2 separate regions of the Triticum aestivum genome follow, and region 2 is linked to region 1. Evidence: chromatin contacts called from public Hi-C data. All regions are on one chromosome and are shown on one strand. The core of a region is the stretch at or near the end of the contact, and the rest is flanking DNA. Distances in the headings are between cores, read along the strand shown.

Region 1 (4,372 bases), core at 1,508-4,007:
TGCAAATCCACTCACACCAGCGTCGCCCAAAGTCGAGGTGACGGAGGGCATGGAGGAGGAAGGGCCAAGAGACTGTGTCGAACGCCTTGGCAATGTCCAGCTTGAGCATGATTCTGGGGCCTTGAGGTTGTGCAATAAGCGCGTCGTTTGCTGGACTGGAAGAAAGTTGTCGTGCACGCTGCGCCCGGCGATGAAAGCACTTTGGTTGACGGAGACGATCTGTCCCATCCGAGGCGCCAAGCGGAGAGAGATGACTTTTGCGAAGAGCTTGGCCACGAGAGTCTATAGTGGGAGAGTGTAGACGCGTCCGGCTTCTTGGGAAGCAGGGTGAGCAGGGCTTCATTGAGCTTGTGGAATCCTCGGCCAGTCATGCCATACCGCCGACGAATAACCCTTGCGGTTGCAGAGCCGGCCGCCGATTTGGAGCATCATGAGCATGCGTTAAGATGATGATGCGTCGGTGTGTTTGAGGCTGCAGAGGAGAGAAGCGAGAGGAAGTGAGAGAAGAAACTTGCAGCAGTAGCGGTGCGATGGTGGCTTCCTTGCAGCAACAGGGTGCGGCGAGTGGCGGCTCCAATAGTTGTCGGCCAGCCTGCAAGGGAGAGGCGAGAGAAAAACAACGGGATATGAGAGAAGCAGAGGTAGGAGACAAAGAAGTGAAGAGAACGAGTGGCTCTCCGTGACCGGTTGAAGATAAGGGAGAAAGTGATTCTAAGAAAGAAGACAAGGAAGGGTGTGATAGATGGTGCATGGCCTAATGGACGCATGGCGCTTGAGCCACGTGGTTGATTTCTTCAGAAATCAGTCGGATGTTTTTAACACTTTTCTACTCTCCATTTCAAAATAGATGACTCAATTTTATATTAACTTTATACTTAAAATTAAGTTAGTACAAAGTTGAGTCGAGTCTATTTTAACACGAAGGGAGCATATTATTACCCATGCTCTAAGTGAAAAGCAAAAGCGGTGGTGGCTCTGTACTGGAGGCGTGGCGCGCATTGGAGGAGGTTTACACCGCGCTGTAATCAGCCGGATGTTTTTAAACATTTAGAAAACAAATTCCACCAAGCTGAACAAGGCGAACACTAAAGGTTAAATAACATCTAGCATGGAAATCTTGAGATCATCCAGGAAGTCAACAAATGCTGCCGCTGAGGACCCACCGGTCTCCAGCGCATCGGCTGCAATCACTTTCGCTATCGCCATCCTCTCCCTGATCTGCTTCCCATGCTCGGACTCCATGACCAGCCTCACTTTCGCCTCTACCTCCCTAGATTTCACGGTCGCCTCGTCGTAGCCGTCCATGGCCACCCCAAGCTTCATGTCCTCCACCACCAACACCTTGTTCATCCCCTGCTCCGCGTACATGGGCCAGCACAGCATCGGCACCCCGGCGACAACAGCCTCAAGCGTCGAGTTCCATCCGCAGTGCGTCACGAACGCGCCGGTCGCCGGGTGCCGGAGCACCTCCACTTGCGGCGCCCAGGAAGAAACCACCATCCCGCGTCCCCTCGTCCTGTCCAAGAATCCCTCCGGCAGCAGCGGCTCCACCGCCGCCTCGGCCCGTCCCTCGAACCGCTTCGTTGCGTCGGCGTCCGGCGCAACGGGTGCTCGCACGGCCCATAAGAAGGCGTGCCCGCTCTTCTCCAGTCCCACGGCGATCTCCTTTAACTGCTCTGCGGGCACCGAGCTCGCGCTCCCGAAGCAGAGGAATACCACGCTCCGCGCTGGCTGCTTGTCTAGCCATCTCAGGCATTCGTGCTTCACGGTGCTTCCCCGCTCCTCGCCGACCAATGGACCGACGCAGAACAGTTTCGGTACTGACTCGCCGGGACGGGGAGTCCCGTCTTTTATCGCCTTGACGGCGCGGGGCTCCAGCCACTTGAACGTGTTCGACAGAATGCCCTTAGATCTTGGCACCTGCTCCATAAGGCTAAGGATTGTCTTGTACTGGCTGTCGCCGCGGTCGAGCAGCACTTCCGGCAAGTCGGACGCCGGAATTGGGTGGACTCCGGGGAAGTGCAGCAGGGAGCGCCCCATGTCCCGGAAGGAGACAGTGGAGCGCATGACGTTGATGTGCAGGTAGGCAGCAAGGACCGACGCAGCGGAGGTGAAGAAAAGGTAGGCCGGGACGCCGAGCTCTGCGGCGGCATCAAACCCGTAGGCGCAGAAGAAGTCGGTGACTAGAGCCTTGACGGACGGGAGGGACCTCAGGAAGGCGAGGAGGGCGGAGTTGGTGGCGCGGAGGTCAGCGACAAGGGCGATGAATGGATCGGCATCGGGGTCAGCCGTCTGGGCGGAACGGGTCGCTGACGGCGGTAGTAGGTGGAAGGAGACGGAAGGATAGGATGCGGCGAGGCCGGCAATGGTCTCAGAGGACTTGCCTGTAGACGGGACGTCGGCGACGGCGACGGTGACAGGAACGCCATGTGCGGTGAGATGGTGGGCGAACTGTGTCATGGGATGGAGGTGGCCCCTGACCATCCATGTGTAAAGCACGACGGTGCTCTGCATATTTGCTTCTGTGTTTCAGTGGCAGTGTTCTGAACTCTGAAGGAGAGAAGCTGGCAATCGATCGGGTGTGTTATATATACGGGCGATGTTTCGTAGCCGCCTGCGACTACCAGCATATTTGAGTCTGCGGTCATGGTAGATTGATACGTTGTTTGATTTAGTTTGGTTTCGCATGCAACCAGTAATGCTGGCAATGGTTTCAGCTGTAAAGTTAGCATATTTATATTTACTTATTTTAAAAAAGTAAAGGAGTCTGCGGTCGTGATGGTAGATTGATATGTTTTTGGTTAACTATTAATGTCGGCAATGGTTTTAGAGGACTTGCCTGAAGGAGACTTGAGAGTTTCGCCTCCACAGTTTTATTTCTTTGATTTTTAATCGCCGCGCGATCCCATCCCATTGGTTTATTTTCTCTCTCATTAAAGAACCAAATCCCATCAAAGGGAAAGATCTTATTTCGTGCTTACTTTGTAAGGTGGTAATTCAATTCAATCAAGTAAATAATAGGTAATTAAAAATTCAGAAATCACAGCATATATATGAGATGACCTACCCAAAAAACATAAATAAGACTTTTTTTATAACATTTCAAAACAAAATAAGATACTTCTCAATGTGCTGCCATTTATTGATATCGCTATCTCTACTATTAAATGACAATCACAACTTTTCTAATACAACAAAAACAACATATCTTTTTTCTTATCTTACCAAATAATATACACATTTTCTCATCCTACCAAACCACATGTATATATCTCTACTCCTAAAGGGGGAGTTGGTAGCCTGGTATAGTATATTTTTGTTTCACCTCTCACTTCCCCATCCCATTGGTTTTTTCTCTTTCACATTAAAAAACCAAATCTCATTATGGAGATCTTGTATCGTGCTTGTTTAGGCAGGTGCTAATTCAATTCAATCACATAAATAATAAGTGATTAAGAATTTAAAAATCACACCATATATGTAAGATCACCTTCCTAAAAGACACACATAGATTTTTCTCAATAATCTACCAAAACAAAATCAGGTATTCCTTCATAACAAATCGCTAATCCCGCGTGCTATGCCATTTATTATTATCATTATCTCTATTATTAATTGACAATCACAAATTTTCTAATACAATAAAAATAATATATACCTTTTTTTCTTATGGGCGTACACATCCGTGCGCCCCTGCGGAGGGACGCCGTGCGCGACACCATGGAAGACGTTGTGGCCGAGCCTAACGCCGATGCGATGCTCGAGAATGCCATGATGTGGATCACGACGTCGAGGACGGCCATGGCGGAAGGCGGGTCCTCGGACCGCCACATACAGATGTTTGTAGACGCAGTCACATTATATTTATTTTTTGTCATACAGAGAGCCAGACAGTCTACATTCTCAAATCAAGTATGTTCATACAAATAAGAAATTAGTTAAGAAAATATGTCCTACAATACTCGATAGTCGTGATCTTCGTTCATAGCAACCATTCATGCATTTTTTTAATCAAGCACTAAATCAATTTGTAAATCAAATCATTAATGCAATTAATTACCTAGAAATTTAATTAGGTATGCAATTCATTAGGTCCATTTAAATAAGAAATTCTTCACACCGAATTAATTTGGAAATCGAGTCATTAATATAATTAATTAATCACACAGACAATTATTTATGCCTACAAATTAATTAATTAAGCAAGCAGTTAATCACGCCAAATCATTTTGAAAGCGCTCGTGGGCAAAGATGATTAACAGGCTATTAGCAAAATGGTCAAGCACCGCTTGCCAACATGGACAACGGCATATTTTAGTGAAATTTGTGATATTTCACATATTTCAGTGGGGTCTGGCATACTTTTTACCCA
Region 2 (4,218 bases), core at 1,083-3,582, 750 kb after region 1:
CGCAGCCGGAGCCGAGCCAGGCCCGCCCAGACCCAAATGGGGCCCCAAAGGGCCCAGATCTGGGCCGGGAGGGCGGCGCCGCCGGCCGCCGCGCTAGCCTGCCGTCAAGTGACTGCGCCTCCGCCTTCTCAGCACCCGGATATGCGGCGCAACCGGAACCGCCGTCGCCCGAGGAGAACTACCGCACGACCGCAACGGGAAGACCCATCCGCAGCCGTCGGGAGCCCGAAGCCAGACCCCAGCCGCCGGCCATGCCGCCCGCGGCCCGCGCCACCTAGATCCAGATCCGCCGCCTGATCCACGCTGAACCGCGCCCACACACACCCCTCCATGGCAGCTACCGCACCACCCGAGGCCCCACCGAGACGACGACCTGCCGCCACCAGGAGCACCCGTAGCTGTGCCACCAGGCCCCGCCATAGCCAGGTGCCTCCTGCGACAGCCGTCCCGCACCGGCTGGGGATCCGCGAGGAGGGGAAGGGTCGACCCCGCCGCCACCCACGCCTGCCAGGCTTCGCCCGACGGCGATGCGGGGCGAGGGAGGAGAGGCCGGAGGGGAGGGGCTGGGGGCCGGCAGCTAGGGTTCCCCCGAGGGCGCCCGCGAGAGTGGCTGGGAGGGAGGGGTGCGGTTGTCGCACAGTTCGATTTCTAAAGTATTCCATTAATAGAGACAACAGTTAGGTACTCACAAGAAGCAGAGTGCAATTTTTTTTTCGAACAAACCAACAGTAGCTGCGAAAGGGTTCGGAAATAAACTTAGTCCGCATATAATATCAAAATGAGATAGCCCGCTACTACGAATCGAACATTAAATAAAGATTACAAGTTTCACATCAATGCTGCACGGTTGGGGCTATGGAAGTGTCCAGGTCGTTGAGGAATTGGACAAACGCCAAGTCGGACGAGCCCCCTTCCTTGAGCGCCTCGGCAGCTGCATCCTTCGCCGCCGCCACCCGCTCCCTGAGCGCCTTGCCGCCCTCGGACGCCATAACCCACCTGACCTTCTCCTCCACTTCCTCGGCCTTAACCACCTCTTCGTTGTAGCCTCTCATCTCCACCCCGAGCTTCATTCCCTCCACTATGTGCACCTTGTTCACCTTCTGCTCCGCGTACAGCGGCCAGCACAGCAGCGGCAACCCTGCCGTGATGCCCTCCAGCGTCGAGTTCCAGCCGCAGTGCGTCATGAATGCGCCGGTCGCCCTGTGGCGCAGGACCTCCACCTGCGGCGCCCAAGACTTGATCACGAGCCCTCTGTCCTTGGTCCTCTCCAAGAACCCTTCCGGCATGAGCGCGTCGAGATCGGGCTCCGGCAGCGAATCGCCGTACTTGTAGTCGGGATTGCGCGGGCTCCGCACGACCCACAGGAATCTCTCCCCTGACTTTTCTAATCCAGTTGCAATCTCCTCGAGCTGCTTACCGGAGAACGTGCCCATGCTGCCGAAGGAGAGGAACACCACGCTCTGGTCCGGCTGCGCGTCCAGCCACCGGAGGCACTCGTGCTCCTTGTCTCCGCCTCCCGAAACCAACGGCCCGATGCAGTAGACCGGCGGCGTGGCACGACCAGGGACGCAGAGCCCGTCCTTGAGAGCGCGCACCGCCCGCGTCTCCAGCGACTCGAAGGAATTAATGAGAATTCCGTTGGCATCTGGCATTCGGTCGAACATGCCTGAGATGGCCTTGAGTACTTCATCGTTGTGGGTGACTTCGGGTAAGTCCGAAGCCTTTAACGGAGGAACACCCGGGAAAGTGATGATAGAGTCGCCGAGCTCCTTTACCTTACTGCCGGCGAGCTTGCTCGGCAGGTTGAAGAAGAGCGCGAGATCGGCGGCGGCCGACGCGTAGAAGTAGTAGACCGGCAGCTTGAGCTCGGCCGCGACATCTTGGGCGTCGACGCAGAACATGTCGAGGACGAGTGCGTCGACGGAGGGCAGCGAGCGGAGGAAGTCGAGGAGGGGAGCGTTCATGGATTTCAGGAGCCGGAAAATCTGGATGACGGGGTGCGTGGGCGCGCTGTTGGAGTTGGAATCGGCGGGCGGCGGCGGCAGGACGTGGAAGGCGACGGAGGGGTTGGAGGCCCTCGCGCGGGCGACGGCGGCGGAGAAGTCCGTGGACTCGACCTGCGGATCGATGAGCACCACGGTGACGGCCAGGCCGTGCTTGAGGAACAGCTTGGCGACCTCCACCATCGGCACCAGGTGGCCGACGCCGACGCCAGGGTACAGGACAACGGTCTTCTCCATGGCTTCACTGTCCTAGCACGAAATGCTTTTTGGGTTGGTTTTGGCTCTGTTCTGCTTCAAGTTCTGCTCTGCTCTACGAACGACCCACCGGGACCGTGCTACTCCTATATAGGTGGCTCGTCGAATTCAATCCAAATTGGTAGGGCCAGGGCAATGCATGACCGCGTGAGAGCGTGAGCTCAGCTCAGCGCCACATACGACGAACGAACGGACGAACGGCCGAGTCCTTTCTTGCTCCAGGAGTCTCAGGATTGCGTTCCACGGCACATGACCAGCCACGGTGCTTGGAGTAGCTGAGTCGACATGTCACGATGCCTGAAGCCTGAAGCCGTTGAGGTAGGACACAAGCATGGGTCCGTGGAGATAGCTGTGGCGCTGTGGCGCCTGCGGGAGTGCCGACGTCAGCCGTGACGGGAGCCTTTTTGCTATGCCGATCGGCTCTTGGTGTCGCCGCCATCTTCTTCTAGAAGGACTTGTTTGCTTGCTGTTCAGAGCGTTGCCAGGAGCACAAAGTACATTTCTCATACTCAACCGGCCGATCGCCTATCGTCTGGCATTATTTATTGATCAGTACGCATCCATGCCCATGGGCGACCCCGACCCTTGTTGGTGCACTGACGTAATGGATGAGCGAGCAGACTGCCTAGGGAAAATCGAAGGAGGAAAAATGCAATAATTGCCTCTTCCAAGTATGGTGCTTAGACGAGGTGTTAGCAACTAAAGCACTTAATTATGTGCTTAGACTAGCCACAATGGGTAGTAACATAGAGTAGTAACATCTACATGTTACTACTCTATGTTACTACCTCAATAGTGGGTAGTAACATAAGTGTGGTAACATACAAAGCTTCATTTATTACGTTATACACTCATATTGCATTGGGACATGTGATGTTACAGTAACTAGCTAAGTTACTAGTACTACATCTCTCCACATTGACTCATTGCCACATAAGCAAAATTGCTGAGTTGGACTCGATGTTACTACCGAAGTTACTCCCACTGTGGCTAGTCTTAGGCTGCTGGCAATGTACCGATGCTTATTAGGGGGTGTTTGGTTCAGAAGTCCTAGGACTTTTTCTAGTCCCAGGGACTAATCAAAAAAAGACTCTCTAGTAGAGTCTTTTTCTAGTCCCTGTAGAAAAAGTCCCTCCCGTTTGGTTCCTAGGGACTTTTTAAGGACTTTTTCTAGTCTCTGGGACTAAAAAGTCCCTGAACCAAACACCCCCTTAGATAAGGTGCTAAGCATATTAAATAGCTTGGTTACTATACTCTCCAATGCATTGATGCTTAGCTTCTTGTAGCTAAACTTTTTTCCTTGAATGATTTACAACCTAAAATTCTTCATGCATTGATGGGCTTTTTTTCATTTATGCTTAACTTCACGCGCTTGGCATTGTTTTTTTCTAGGGTCACCATATTCATCTATCTCCTCCTAGGCCCTTCCCAGTGCTCCACCGTGGACAGGAGTTTTTGTCCAAAAGGACCACTTGCCAAACGGAATTGCTAGAAAAGACCCCCTCCAGATGAAATTGACAAAAAAAGACCCCCTCGGTCATGGCGGCAGGCGCGCCAGCCGACACGTGGCACCTGCCGCCACACCAGCAGGCGGCAGAACTGTTCATTGCACTATTCACACGGGGGATGGTTTTACGCGGTAGAACGGCAACGAGACGTGAGTGAACAGCGATGTTGCCTCCCGGTGTGGCGGCATCACTGTTCATGTGGGATGAACAGTAATTTCAAAAAAATTCTGAAATTTTGCACCCACTTAGAACACTCGATCATCTTTGCTCACAAAAAAATCAGATTTTTCTGAATTTTTCTGCTATTTTTTTCATTTTTTGAAAATTATTATTCATCCTGTATGAACAGTGATAGTGCTGCGAGTGAACAGTGTTGCCGCCTCCTGGTGTGGCGGCAACACTGTTTAGTCGCGTTTGTTGCCGTTCTACTGTGTCAAAACCGTACCCCGCGT

What was found. A called contact is a pair of places that touch in the nucleus more often than the background predicts.
Region 2: a Hi-C map of leaf shows a contact between it and region 1, with 5 times the contacts expected there. The contact joins the promoter of LOC123079095 here to the promoter of LOC123074715 in region 1. A contact is called at or near these places in 2 of 5 Hi-C or Micro-C datasets (both in leaf).

What each region holds. Positions count from the first base shown.
Region 1 is chr3D:388,767,805-388,772,176 of IWGSC CS RefSeq v2.1, forward strand. LOC123074715 (phloretin 2'-O-glucosyltransferase-like) reads right to left here and starts at 2,758. Exons shown (of 1, transcript XM_044497483.1): 1 at 952-2,758. The coding sequence starts at 2,514. The coding sequence ends at 1,093.
Region 2 is chr3D:389,519,978-389,524,195 of IWGSC CS RefSeq v2.1, forward strand. It overlaps LOC123079095 (anthocyanidin 5,3-O-glucosyltransferase), which reads right to left and starts at 2,333. Exons shown (of 1, transcript XM_044501769.1): 1 at 686-2,333. The coding sequence starts at 2,240. The coding sequence ends at 834.